Regions from separate parts of the Mus musculus genome. Here regions 2 and 3 are each linked to region 1. The links are chromatin contacts, called in public Hi-C and promoter capture Hi-C maps. All regions are on one chromosome and are shown on one strand. Each heading gives the region's core, a stretch centred on a gene start, on an enhancer-like site or on the middle of the called end of the contact. The rest is flanking DNA. Distances are from core to core; before and after follow the strand shown.

What was found. Promoter capture Hi-C pulls out the DNA fragments that hold promoters and counts their contacts. A called contact is a pair of places that touch in the nucleus more often than the background predicts.
Region 2: a contact with region 1 is called in a promoter capture Hi-C map of macrophages, with 7 read pairs. The contact joins the promoter of Coq7 here to the enhancer-like site in region 1. A contact is called at or near these places in 14 of 39 promoter capture datasets (the 3T3-L1 cell line, 3T3-L1-derived adipocytes, the C10 cell line and 10 more), 1 of 15 datasets of contacts at CTCF or cohesin (the NIH/3T3 cell line), 10 of 484 Hi-C or Micro-C datasets (the MNK3 cell line, the N1E-115 cell line, Th1 cells and 6 more), 8 of 115 datasets of contacts at active chromatin or transcription factors (bone marrow-derived macrophages, embryonic fibroblasts, embryonic stem cells and 5 more) and 3 of 9 other capture datasets (adipose tissue, liver and pancreatic islet).
Region 3: a Hi-C map of embryonic fibroblasts shows a contact between it and region 1, with 2.5 times the contacts expected there. The contact joins the promoter of Syt17 here to the enhancer-like site in region 1. A contact is called at or near these places in 22 of 39 promoter capture datasets (the 3T3-L1 cell line, 3T3-L1-derived adipocytes, the C10 cell line and 14 more), 1 of 15 datasets of contacts at CTCF or cohesin (the NIH/3T3 cell line), 23 of 484 Hi-C or Micro-C datasets (the 3T3-L1 cell line, 3T3-L1-derived adipocytes, the C10 cell line and 13 more), 8 of 115 datasets of contacts at active chromatin or transcription factors (CD8 T cells, cardiomyocytes, embryonic fibroblasts and 3 more) and 3 of 9 other capture datasets (adipose tissue, liver and pancreatic islet).

Annotation. Positions count from the first base shown.
Region 1 is chr7:118,477,218-118,481,794 of GRCm38.p6, forward strand. No RefSeq gene overlaps it. Among named protein-coding and RNA genes, the nearest start is that of Itpripl2, 12 kb to the right of the region's middle. Within about 2 kb of position 2,049, at least 101 of the 459 cell types and tissues checked have an H3K27ac peak or open chromatin away from gene starts, as enhancers often do. A contact at or near this core is called in the C2C12 cell line, CD8 T cells, the N1E-115 cell line and 14 more, where this site is marked.
Region 2 is chr7:118,531,361-118,535,937 of GRCm38.p6, forward strand. Coq7 (demethyl-Q 7) reads right to left here and starts at 1,996. Exons shown (of 6, transcript NM_009940.3): 1 at 1,819-1,996. The coding sequence starts at 1,891. It overlaps Tmc7 (transmembrane channel-like gene family 7), which reads right to left. Exons shown (of 16, transcript NM_172476.4): 16 at 4,484-4,577.
Region 3 is chr7:118,441,367-118,445,943 of GRCm38.p6, forward strand. It overlaps Syt17 (synaptotagmin XVII), which reads right to left and starts at 2,194. Exons shown (of 8, transcript NM_138649.2): 1 at 1,980-2,194; 2 at 1,753-1,770; 3 at 982-1,130. The coding sequence starts at 1,982.

The DNA.
Region 1 (4,577 bases), core at 799-3,298:
GCCCGACCAACTGGGGACGGAACTCAGGCATTGCTGTGCATTAAAGCAAAGAAAATATGATTGAGGCTGGAGATTTAGCTCTGTGGGAAAGCACTCATGTAGCAGGCAGGCCCTGGTTTGATCTCCTGAACTACAAGTTAATTAGTTTAAAAAAAGGTTGAATCTGACTAGTGTTTAAGTAGGTGCTCTGTTTCCATAACAAAATATTTGAGATGGATACTTTATAAAGAATATCAGGGGACCGGGGAGATGGCTCGGTAGGTAAAAATGCTTCTGAGCAAGCAATGAGGGCCCCAGTTCAGATGCAGTGAAAAGCTGGGCACATAGTGTAATCTCAGCACTGGAAATGGAGAGCAGGCAGCTTTCTAAAGGTCCTTGGCCCAGCAGACTAGCTGAGTAGAACTAGAGCCATAGGGTAACCTACACACGCATACACAGAGGGTTTGGGGAGAGGGAGAGAAACAGAGACAGGGAAAGACAGAGACAAAGAGAGATGTATGCACACAGATATATTTTACACATATACAAACACATACAGATATGCATACACATACAAGTACACACACATACAGAAAGTACACAGATATACAAACACACACACAGAGATATACACACACAGATATACAAACACATACAAGTACATACACATAGAGAAGATACACAGATATACATACACATACAAGTATACACACATATAAGTACCTACACATACAGAAAGTACACAGATAGATACATATACACACACATTGCTACATACTTTTGCACACACATACCCAATACATCACCACTGAATAGGCACCTATAGCCCATTCATTCCGGAGACACTGTGGAGCACCACTGTGCTGCGACTTTCCACAAAGGCTGGTCAACAGGCACCACTAACTCAGAGGCTTCTCGGCCACCCAGGAACACAGGCTGAGCTCATCTGTGATTGGCAGTTTCCTCCACATGAGGGAAGTGAACAGAGGTGCCCTGGCTTCAGATCTTATGTCATGGATAGCTATACTGCCTGGCCCAGCTTGGTCAACATGCAGAATCATGAGAGAAGCCACAATGGTGGTGGTGGTGGTGGTGGTGGTGGTGGTGGTGGTGGTGGTGTGTGTGTTTGGAGAGAGTGCATCTGAGGTCTGCCTGGGGGTCTGCCTATTCCCACCTTCCCAGAGCTGGAGTTATGAGCATGCACTGCCATTCATTGGGGCTACAGGCACTACCACACCCTGGTCTTACATGGCTCCTCAAGCCCCTTTGGCAGGCATTTTACTGACTTTGGCATCTCCCAGCCCTTACAGTGGGGCGTGAGCAGCTACATTTTAAGGTGTTTTGTTACAAGCCTATAAGTAGCAGGCACCTCACAGAACACTAGGAGGAGGAGCAAGAACCAGGCTTACTTTTCCTGTTGAGAGGCAAATAATAAATACTTTAGGTTTTGAAAATCATAGATAATAAGGTCACTTTCGGCACATTTAGTACCAAAAGCACTCACAGATGAGATGTTAGGGAATGAGTGTTTGAATAAACCTTTATTGACAGTGGCTGGCAGGCTAAGGTTTATTCTATCTAAACAGTTGTTGAATATGTGTGACATGCATGCATACACATGAGCCTGTGCGATACATCTCCATGAGAAACATATATCTGATTAGGTGTCAGTATGTCCCTGTTGGGTTCTGTAAGGAAAAGCAATGAGCTTAACCCAGGCAACATTTCAACATAGTGATCCAAGGACTTCCTGCTTCTGTAGCAAGGAGAAAAGGAGGCATCAGAGGAAGCCAAGAGAAGAGACAGCTGCTGTGTCCTTCTTGTTTGTCTCTGGATTAAGTCTGGAGGGGAAGAAGGCCAGTGGCTGGGCTACTGTAGGGCCAGCCGCCCACGCTTTCCCCCATCTGCTAAAAGAGAAATGAAATCACCCTGGGGCCAGGGGTGGGGAGAAGAAGCTGTAAAAATGAAAAGGAACCAGGGAGCTTTTAAAGAGAGACTGGGAGAGGGCTGTATGCCCCTCCTGCAGGGCGATTGTGGACACTGGACTGCAAGTTTCATTTTGATCCTCCCCCTGGGACTCTCATAGGGTAACTTCCTGCTTGAGTCATTTCTCTGGATGAGTTTAAAGAACTAGGAACACAGGAGCTACTGAGAGTTGGCTTTTTTTTTTTTAAGCGAGCCTGAGGATGTGGGTTCAAAACCTGACGTGTACTTCCTTGGGGCCTATGACTTCATTCTGCTGAGCCAAGAGCTCCTTATTGGTAAAGTGGGGTGGCTCCTAGAGCCACCTCCTGGGACAGTAGCAGTAGTGAGAACTGTGGATGTCAAATGTTTGACGCAGAGCTTTGCGCTTATGAAGCATTCCCAAGGCTGCTCCCTGAGACAGACCTTCAGTGTTCTTCTGGGATTCCAGACTTTTGAGATGTCATCCCCGACACCTCTGGGCTATGCTAGGTTCATTTATGATGTCATAGAAACCTGTTCCTTTGCCTCAAAGCATGCACCTTTATTGGCCCCGTGTCTGATAACAATCTTTCTAGCCAGCCGTGCGTAAGCTGCAGACACGGGAGGTTCTGTCTGCTAACCATTCCATCCTGTCCTCTGCACAGGGCTAATATATTTATTTGATATATTGATATTTGAGATTTACTTCTCAGCTTCCAAAGAGATCCTCTAAAGCAGCGGTTCCCAGCCTTCCTTGTGCTGTGACCCTTTAATACAGATCCTTGTGTTGTGGTGACCCCAACCATAAAATTATTTTTGCTACTACTTCATAACTGTAAATTTGCACTGTTATGAGTCATAATATAAATATTTGTTCCTCCCCCCCCCCCAGTGACCTTAGGCTACCCCTGTGAAAGGGAAGGATTGTTCGATCCATAAAGGGATTGTGACCCCCAGGTTGAGAACTGCTGGGCCAATGCAACATCCTGAGCCATCAGTTAGGTTAGGTTAGGCTAAGTTAGGCTGTGCTGTAGGGACAAGAAACCCCAATGTTTAGCTTCAGAAGCCTGACATCACAAAGGCCGACTTCTCGGCCATCTAAATATAATTCCTGTGACTTACAGGCAGTGATTATGTGTCAGTGACTCAGTTGCAATTTAAGATGCTGTTGTTGTAACTGGTCACTGTTATTGTCCCTGCAGGGCCAAGCATATGTCTCTTCTGCTCCCTGCCCATTGCATATAATTGGTTACTTGGCCCTGTGCACCTACAGGGGACTTTGAAGTAGAGGATTACTCATAGCTAGCAAGCGTGTGGAAGCGCCTCTGCTTTAGAGAGTTCAGACTCTGAGGGCAGTTTCAAGTATCTGTGAATATGCAGAGGAAGTCCCAATGCTCTCTGAAGACTTGGAAAAAACAGATCACTACTAACTAGCTGGCTTCTGAAAACCAGGTCAAATAGCACCTCGGCAGCCTTGAGTGATCAGTTCTAAGACCCACGCCAAGACCCACGCCAAGACCCACCCAAACTGCGGATGCCCACGTCTTCTGCATTCAATGGCAAGAAAAACAACAACAACTGAATGGACACTGTGACTATGCCTGTAATCCTAGCATTTGGGACACCCAGTTCTAGGTGAGCCAGAGCTACAGAGTGAGGTCCTTTCTCTCCCAAACTATGAACGTCTCCCATGTTCTTTATATCCATGTGTTCCACAGCATACATGTAGAGGTCAGAGATCAATGTTCAGAAAGCAGCCCTTTCTGGGTTGCCAGGGTCAGCTTGGCTTGGCAGTCTAAGCACCTTTATCAGGGGAGCCATCTTGCCAACCTCAGATATAATTTTCTAAGTGTATTACTATTGTATGTGTGCATGTATGTATACATGTGGGTATGAGCATGCCACAAGTGTGTAGGTGAAGATCAGAGGGCAACTTTTAAGAGCCGGTTCTCAGCAGGCTTTCTGGGCAAGAGTTTTACTTGCTGAGCTGTCTTGCTGGCCTCCAGACTTAGTTTTTGTTTTTTTCCCTGAATCTTGGCTCTGTGGATGGTTGAAGTCACAGCTGTGCAAGTCATAGATATGGAAAATTAACGGTATTTATCAGGAAAAGCATGGGACTCACACAGCCTTTGCCCATGTGACATCTGAGACATGTGAGGCAGTGTCTTCAGTCTGCAGTTTCTTGCCCTTGAGATTCAGAAGGCGGCGGCTCATCCCCAGAGCCTTAGCCGTTGTCTCCACGGCAGGAATGTTTTGATGCTTTCATTTTGATAAGGTATCGAGGGCCACTCATTAGAGGCCTAGCTCCTGATTTGAAGTGACTAATGATTAAATAAGCCATGAAGATAAACATCTTTCAAGAGATTAGGTCCTTAAAAGCTTCTGGTTGGGTCTGGAAGGCAAAGGGATTTCTGGGTTTTTCCCCCTGGCTTCAGTGAAAGGTGACTCAATGGACTTGAATTTCCTCTTCAGGGCCAGCTCAGAGTCACTGCACCTAAAGAGGAAGAGAGTGAGATAAACGGTGGCCAGGAGCTGGGCAGTGACCTGTTCTTCTTCTATGGTTAAAATGTTTGCCTTGGTTTCATGAGAACGCGAGTTCTGTCACCAGGACCTATGTTAAACAGCCTTGTGTGGTGGTGGTACATGGTTGTAAT
Region 2 (4,577 bases), core at 746-3,245, 54 kb after region 1:
TGTCTGAAGACAGCTACAGTGTGTTCACATATATAAAATAAATCTTTTTTTTAAAAGAAGAATAACAAGGAGCTGAGCAGGTGGGCCAAGTTTATATGGCTGGCTTTTGAGGTGTGATAAACAGGATTCTTTATAACTGAGAACACACTGGAATGTTCTCTCAAACACAACTTCTGCACTCAATGACTGGGAGAGGGTAGTGTTTGTCCTTTTACCTAAGAAATCAGTATAGGTATTAATCCCAGCATGAGTTGGCAGAGCTCTGTGAATTGAAGGATATCCTGGTGAACAAGCAAGGTCCAGGTCAGCCAGCGCTAGAGGCTGTCTCAAAACCAAATTAAAACCTATCCAGTAGCAAGGCTAGTTTTATTTTTTTAAGGAGACACACACTTAAGGTTTTTTTTTAATTATTATTATCATGAGGGTATATGAAACAAAGGAAACTAAGTTACTTCATAAATGAAAACAAGTGATTCTTATTGTTAACCTGTTCACTGGGTTAGCAAGGAACCTTAAAATTCACATCCCTGAGACCTGACTGCCTTGTTACACACTTTAAAATAAAGCTGAATCGCAGAGCTAGAAGCTCTCAAGAGTGCTGTTCCAGCCATGGTATCTGGGAGATTTTAAGTGGCAAATGAGAAGATTTTAAGTGGCTTATGGACACATAAATTACATACTAAGAGGCTCTTAAAAAGTCTCTTCTGATCCATTTATCACCAAGGAAAACATCTCTATAACTGGCATGTCTTGAAAAATATCCAAACACTTGCTAAGCACTCTTCTCTTCCAGAAAGAAAAACAACCTTGGACTCAAGCCTTGGAAGGCACACACAACAATATCTAATGAAGTTTCATAGCTGTTCTCATGGTATTGGTGGTGGTGGTGGTGGTGTGTGTGTGTGTGTGATTACTCATCCATTTGGGGGCAGACAATTCTGGCTTATTATTTACCAAAAGGATGTAGTTTCAATTAAATTACTTAATAAGTTGTAGTTAAACAAAAACACATCTCAAACCTCCAAACAATATTGCCTTCAGGCAAAATAGAAATCTAATGCTTGAAGATTTAGTTTCGAGAAAATGACCACGATTTTCTGGGGCAGCTCGGATGAATCAGACCTGAATCCAAACCTACCTCTCTCCATTCCAAATTCAAAGCTTACCATATTTTGCAATACAAACAGTCCCATGAGAGGCTTGATAAAAACAGAGACTCTACGGCTCAAAAGAAGGCTCAGCAGTTAAGAATGTGTACTGCACTTGCAAATGACTTGAGTTGGGCTCCCAGCACCCATATATAGGGATTCACAAACTGCCTGTTACTCTAGTTGCAGATTCAAACCCCAATTCTGGCCTCTCTAGAATTTAATTATTGTGCGCACGCACGCGCGCGCGCGCGCGCACACACACACACACACACACACACACACACACTTTTTAAAACTCTAAAACCTATCAATCCAGTGGATAATGAGGGGGACCCGAAAATCTGCATTTATAACAGATTGATGCTGTCGTCGGAAGGCTACTTTGCTTGAGAAAGTCCCGAGTGGAGACCGGAGGGACACTGCAGGACACTCAAGTTCCACACTTGCACTGACGTCACATCACAGGCTGGTAATCACTTGTTCCCCGGCAGGGCATCCTGCAGAAGTTCACCCGTTCCTATCAATCAACTAGACGTACTACAAACCCCACCCCCATGTCGCGCGCTTGTGACGTATAGACGTCCTCCCCGTGACATCCGTGACCTCCACTGCAAATAGTCACCGGCGAAGAGCCCCGCGCCGAACCACGACCCCGAACGGCCGGTACCTGAGAAGGGCCTCCGGACACCAGTGCGCAGGCGTCCCACGGAAGCAGCCGCTATGGCTCCGGCGGCGCTCATCGCTGCGGACAATGCAGCTATGGTCCAAACGCCCCGCCAATCGTGCTCTCGACTCAGGGTGATGACGCATAGATGCCGCGGACCGAGAGCCAGAGGAAACGCCCCTAGGCCCTGGATTACACCCGATTGGTTAGAAATGACCGATTCACGTACTCTATTGGGTCTTCCCCCTGTCGATCATTGTAACGTCGTGAAGGCGCCCGGTCGGCTCTTAGGGTTGATGCAGAGCTGCCCTGGAGAGGCATTTTAGGTTAGGGTTTCTCCCTGTCTTGGAAAGGCGACCCGCAGGTCACTGTTGTTTCCTCCACGTTATGGAGATTATTTTTCTCTATTAAGAGCCGATTTACACCTGAAAGTCAGCAATTACCTGGTAAAACATGCCAGTTTTCGGTGTAATTGTGGGTTTCCCAGTTTGTTTCCCGTTACTTTCCGTTCCTTCTCAATTTTTATATTGAGATTTGCTTCATTGTTCATCCTTTACTGGATTATTCATGGCCTAGTGCACATTAGTGATGAACATAGCTGTGTGTTGAGGGAAGGAAAATTTAGTAACATACATTAAACATTTTAAAGTGCATATCCATTAATATGACAGCTAGGATCTAGCCAATAGAAATAAATTTTCAAGTCAGATAAGTATATAAGGGGAAAAACCATACCTGCAAGGATAATCAGTGCCTATTATAGGACCACTAGAGACTGTGGCTTTAGGAAAACTAGAGTTTGCACCCTTGGCGGGAGGGGGGCGGGTATTTGATTCATAGCTACTGTAAAATAAATGAAACTACTAACCCATTCTATATAATTATAGTGTTCAATTAGTATACTACAGTAACTTAAAATTAAGACGAGCCCAAGTACTGGGCCTTAGCGGCAGTGAGGGTACTTAAATATTCCTGTGGAATACTCAACCTAAATCTGGCTCTCAAAGCCTTCAAATGTTCAGAACCTTTCCCGTGCATTCCACTTCTAGATCTGTCCTAAAGAGATAAAAGAATGTTGAGGTGTATGTCCTAGTTATTACTGGAAATTTTTGGAAGTGTTAAAAAATTGGAGCTAGAGAGAGCTCAGAAGTTGAGAACACTTCTTGCTCCTGTAGAGGACCTGGGTTTGATTCCCAGAAGCCACAGCAGGAAGCTAACAACGGCCTGTAACTCCAGTTCCAAGTGACCCAGCACTCTCCTCCGGACTCTCTGCACATGTGACACACAGACAAATACATGTTTTTTAAAAAGGTTACCATCAAGAGAATGCTAACAAACTATGACTCATGAGCACAGTTAGCAGCTCCCTGAAATGGATGTAATGACGAGTTCAGATCTGATTATGTCACTCAGGCTTGCCTTAAACTGGTGAAATGGCTGCTTTGGCCTCTGGAGCTTCCAGGGGTGTTAGAACAATGAACTTTGAAAGAACTTTGGATAAAATAGAACATTTAAGTGGAAAATATGAGACTACTACATTTTCTTTCTTCCCTCCATTTGTGCTTGCTTGCTTTCTTCTCCCTTCTCTCTCCTCTCTCTTTTTCTCTTTCTCTCTCTCTTTCCCTTCCTCCTCCCTCTTCCCCTTCCCCCACTCTGGTTATGAGACAAGAATTTCACCCTGTATCCAGATGACTTTCAACTTGCTGTGTCATCCAGGCTGGCCTTTGGTGCCTCTTTAAAAAAAACTTGTGTGCTTATGTGTAATTTTGATTTTTCTCTGTGGTTTTCAATGTTCTCATACTTTATAGTAAGCACTTTCATATTTTCAAAAGACAACGAAGAATATGTGATTCCATAATCAAATTCTGAAATATAAAAGCAAGTTTGTCTTAGTTTTGTATTTTAAGTGTAAGGGAACTGTCTCTGAAGGTGAAGGAATTTGTTCACAGTCACACAGCAAAGAGCATGTCCCATGTTTCAAGTACCTCTCATGCTCTGGACAGGTTTCTGGTAAAGCCTCACTCTACAGAGTAAAGATGTGTTCAGAAGTTCTCACACGGTCAGATCTTGTACCACCCAGGAAAAAATGAATTCTTCTGTTCGCAAATACTTAGAGCATAGTGGCTAGCTGCCATCAGATTTTTGGCTGTGAGGTCTGATTTGCCAACTTAACAGTTAATGCAAAGTAAAGACCTGTCTAACTGGATTCTCCTTCACTGAGATGAGAACATTTCGTGGCTGCGAGAACCTGCAGGTCTGCTCTGCCAGAAAGAAATAGAGAGGGAGAGAGAGAGAAAGAAGGAGAGAGAGAAACAGACAGATAGACAGACAGGCAGACAGACAGACAGAGGGGAGAGAGAATAGAAAAGAGAGGAAGGGGAAAGAGAAGGGAGAAAGAAAAACAGAACCGGAGCCTATAGTAGCAGACGGGAAGTGAAAATGTTTGCAAAGGCTTTTAAAGTTCAATTTCCCAGTGTTCCTATGGGGGAAGAATGACAATACCTACTTCAAGTACCCACCAGTGACTGCATAGTTACTGGAAATGTGTGTTACCACTGTGGAAGGCTAGATGGCCATTACAAAAGGGAGCTACTTGGAGAGAACATCAAGATGTTATTAAGGAGAAATTAAAAAATATGTATTCACAACACGCACCCAACACATATATAGCTACTTTCAATATTTATTATATATTTATAGAATATTAAAATAAATACAAACAGTGGCTTTCAATGGTAGCAAGATATAAAATGCTTAAGATA
Region 3 (4,577 bases), core at 944-3,443, 36 kb before region 1:
ATGGAAAACCAAGACTCAGAAAAGTCAAGCAACTTTCTCAGAGCTAGAAAGCTGTCGTAGAAACTGAACTTGATGGAACTCGCACTGACTTGAAGCCAATTTGTTCTGGCAACATCTGAAACTTGCTTCTAAAAAGAGCACACAGGCCATGATCCCCAACCCAGAGGAAAACTGGGGCTCCAGGGACTTCTGGGATTTCAGCCCCAGATTCAAGTGCTACCCCTGGATTCCGTCATACCCAGCGCCATCTCCTCGCTGGGCCTCCCTCCCAGAGTTCCCAGCAGCTGTTGTTGATTGCTAGGTCTTTCCCAACCCTGGTCTCCTGGCTCCTCCTCAGTCTCTGACCACATCCCTCTCCCTGCCACAGAGAGGTGGATCAGACATGTGGCTGCGCTTCAAAACTGCATTCCCAAAATATCTGAGAGACTAGCAGATGGAGATGTTGTATTCGGGTGCAGGAGGGGAGTAGATTAGAAATAAAATGAAAGGAGCTGGGGTGAACACCGCCAGCACCAGATGCAGTATGCATGGGCTTGGGCATCCTTTCCTGGGGTTATAAGGCCTTGTTCAGGCCAGCCAAAAGCAGCATCAGAAAGGTGCTAGCAGCTCAGATTCACCAAGCACATACTTGGTGCAGGCCTGGGGCTGGGCCTTATGTCAGTCTGCCATGCTGCCTGGGAAGGAGGCACTTAGACACTGCTACCTTCTCAAAGTTCTTCAAAACAGAACACAGATCCTTTTCTGCTTGGATACTTAGACTACTTAAAGTGTCCCCAAGATTAGCATCACCCGGCTAGCATCTCAGAAGCTTGGTGTGAGCAGGAGCCTCACCACCAGCTGGTCGCACCAGCTTGCCCACAAATGAGGGGGCATAAAGAGGCCCTTCTTGGTTATGTCCATGGAAACTCAGTGTATCCCCCACCCTGCCCACCCTCCAGGGGAGAGGCTGCTGGGAGGTAAACTCCCAAGCGGGGTACTCACAGCCATGGAGGAGTCTGGGCAGGGAAAGGCCCCAAGATCTCCACTTCATCTTCACTGGACTGGCAGCAGCTGGACTCATAGCACCTCTGACAGCAGTGTTGGCAAGTCCAGCCGCACAGCAGCACGTCAGAGATTCTAGAAAGCAAGCCCTGGGGCCATTGCGGGGGGGGGGCAGAGAGAGAGAGAGAACACCCCAAATTATAAACAGCCCATCTGGGATTGCCCCACCCATGATAAATAAATTCCCAGATAAATGAAAATTCCCAGAGCAGAATTGCTGGTAGAAGAAAAAAAAATTTTTTTTCTCTCTTATTTATGCACTGTGGCATACGGGACAGCAAACAGAAGTGGCTGCAGATACTTGGAGCAAGCCGAGCGCTTGCAGGTGTTTGCCTTGGTAGTGTATGTGTGTGCCTTTCTTGACAGGTGGGTGGTTATCACAACATAGAGAGGGCCAGACAATATGTTCTCAAACACACAATGCATAGGGTTCTCTCCTGGCAAAAGAGAAAAAGATACTTCAGGAAAAATAGCCCCAGGGACATGCAACTAAACTGGGGGAGACCGGTTGAGTTGGGACACACACGCTGTCTGTCCAGCAATGCCCCTTTTGTCAGGGTCTCCCTTTTGGTAGAAGGGAATAGAAACTGTACCCTTCTTAATACCCTGTGACTCAGTACTCAATCATGCCCCAGCCCCACACCAGACTCCAAACGGAAAGGCAAGCATTTGATTAGAATCCAGACCAAACAGATGATTGAATTAACCCACCTCGTTCAGTGGTTCCAACTGCCCTTTTAGAGAGCCACGGTGAAGCCAGGGTTGGGCGGGTGGGAGAGAGAGAGAGAGAGAGAGGGAGAGAGAGAGAGAGAGAGAGAGAGAGAGAGAGAGAGAGAGAGAGAGAGAGAGAGAGAGACCAGTTTAGCAATATTCCAGCAACTCAAAGAACAGCAAGACAAAAACAACAGAAAGCAGCCCGCGTCTTCCTTCGCACTCACCATTTTGGGGAGGGAGCTGACTTTACTACCAAGGTATGGCTATGTTTGCAGGGCTGCTGGGAGCCTCTTGGTTAACTAACAGCGAATAAACGGGAACTGTGAGCGTTTCCATTTGATGTGCACCGTGTGCTGTTATGAATCAGAGCGGGTAGATAGCTCGTCATGCTACTCAGCACACAGCCACACTTTGGGGGACTCGAAAACCTTCTCAGACTGAAATAGCCAGAAGCCAACCCAAGAGGGCCTGATTAGCTAAACTGACAGGCTGACTCCCCCGCCCCTGCCAGGGCCCTACCTTCCAATCCTGCTCCAATCCTGCTGGTAGAGAGCATCCTTCGACCACCCACAAATGGGGGAGGGGCTGGGAGGGAGCCAGGAGCTGATCCTCCCTCCCTGGTGTGGTTCCACCCCTTACCCCATCTTCTCCCCATAGGTTCCTGAGCTCTAAGCCCCCTCCTCTTCTTCCAAGAAGGACTCCTCTATGGACCCAGGATTTATTTTCTTTTGAAAAATTATAACATTTCTTCTGTGTGTCTCTCTCTGTGTGTGTGTGTGTGTGTGTGTGGGTGTGTGTGTGTGTGTGCATTCACACACATCCACGACACCATGTGGAGGTCAGAGGATGAGTCTCAGGAGACCATCCTCTAACCTCCTCCACCTGGTTCCAAGGATCAAACTTAGGTCATCAGACTTTGTGGCAAGCGCTTTTGCCAGCTAAGCCATTTTTTTTTTTTTTTTTTTTTTTTTTTTTTACAGACCCGGGATTTCATGATTTAAAAGGAAACATGGTGGTATTAACCCACTTGGCAGGTGTCAAATCCTCATGACCAGCTTAAGACAGATCCTAGACGGAAAGGGAGGTGCAGCCCAAGTCAGGGCTTTGGGGTGCACAGGGAGCCAGTAAGGAGGAGACCGTCTGGGTTTCTTCCCAGATGTTAACATCTTCTTGGCTCTTGCTCACTCCCACCCTTCCTCGTAAACAAATCAAGGCGAGCCCTCTAAGGCTGGAGATAGCCCAGTCCAGCTCAGATTTAATACTCTAGCCCTTCCCCTTGTGTTATTTTTTCCAGCTGCCTTCTGCCTCCAACATATGATCCTGGCTCCCTTTGCCCATGGGTTGCAGTTTTCTTCACAGACCTCGTATATGCTTGGTTGCTTGCTGGCTGTTCTGAGATGGGGTAACCTGTGGCTCAGGTGAGCCCAGAACTCTTCATTCTCCTGCTTTACCCTCCCAAGTTCTGAGATTATAGATATATACTGTCATTCCCGACTGGATTTTTTTTTTGTAAGTTAAAATTAAAAAAAAAAAGAGAGAGAGAGAGTTTATTTTTCCCGTGTATTTGTGTATACACATGTACACATGTGGCATACGTACATTTTCCTGTACGTAACTGTGCACACCTGTATGTGGAGAACAGGTTAGTGTCAGGTGCCTTCCTCAGTTGCTCTGCCTGATTTTTTTTTTGGACACAGGGTCTGGACCAGGACAGAATGTGGAGCTCATCAACACAAGGCTGGTTGGCCAGTGAGCCACTGAGTCCCCCTGTCTCGGACTCCCCGGCGCTAGGGTAACACACTACCACACTCGGCTCTTACATGGGTGCAGGGGGTTTGAACTCAAGTCAAAAAGGTCCAATTCTAAAATAAACATTTAAAAAAATCAATTAATAATAGCACAGGTGGTGGCTCTATTAACTTTTAAAACTCAAGCTCCTGGAAGTGCCATGGACTGCCTCCTGGGAAAGCACTTAAGGGCACTCACTAACCACAGATCCTCCAAAGCTCAAACTCAGCAGAGCACAGAGTACGGTGGGCCACAGAGCATATGCCCTAGTGAGTTGGGAAGGAGGTGGGCTCTGAGCCTGGGTCATTTTTTTTTTTATGAGACAGGACCCTTGGTATGAAAATGCTGTATGGCTCCCAACCTCAAAGTAAATACAACTTCTCTGTGGCTTCTGAGACAAGGCGATTTCCCCTAGGTACCAAGTGGGGCTAGCATGAAAAAGGGCTTAAAGATTTTTGACATAAGCTAAGTACCGCATTGTGTGTACCCATCATCTTGGCTCCAGGAGTCTGAGACAGGGAGGTTGTGAATTGGAGGTCAGCCTGGACTAGACTGTGTTTCAAAAACAAAACAAAACAAACAACAAACAAACAAAAACCAAGGGAGGTCATGTGGGCTGGCTGAGTGTAAGGTGCTTATCACCAAACCCAGTGATCTGAGTTAAGCCCCCAGGACCCACAGGATGGAAGGAGAGAGCTGACTCCCAGAGCCGTTCTGCCGCACGTGCCCTGGTGTGTTTGATCCTCCCCATCCTCCAGTTCCCCCTAAGCACCCCAAAGTGAGAATTTGGATGTAAACTATTACGTTCCAGCCGTCTAGGACGTTCTGGCAATTTACAGGTGTGTCCTTGGGACATGGGTGGGCCAAAGAGACCCATTTAGCCTTTTATACAGCCTTGATGAACACAGAAGAGCCACTGTAAGCTCCCTCGATGGCACCCATCTTTCTCAAAGCTCAGGTGCAAGATGGTGGTGGCCCAGGAGCAACCCAAGGTGGAGACCACGGGGACAGAAAAGAAGCCTCAAGTCCAGGGT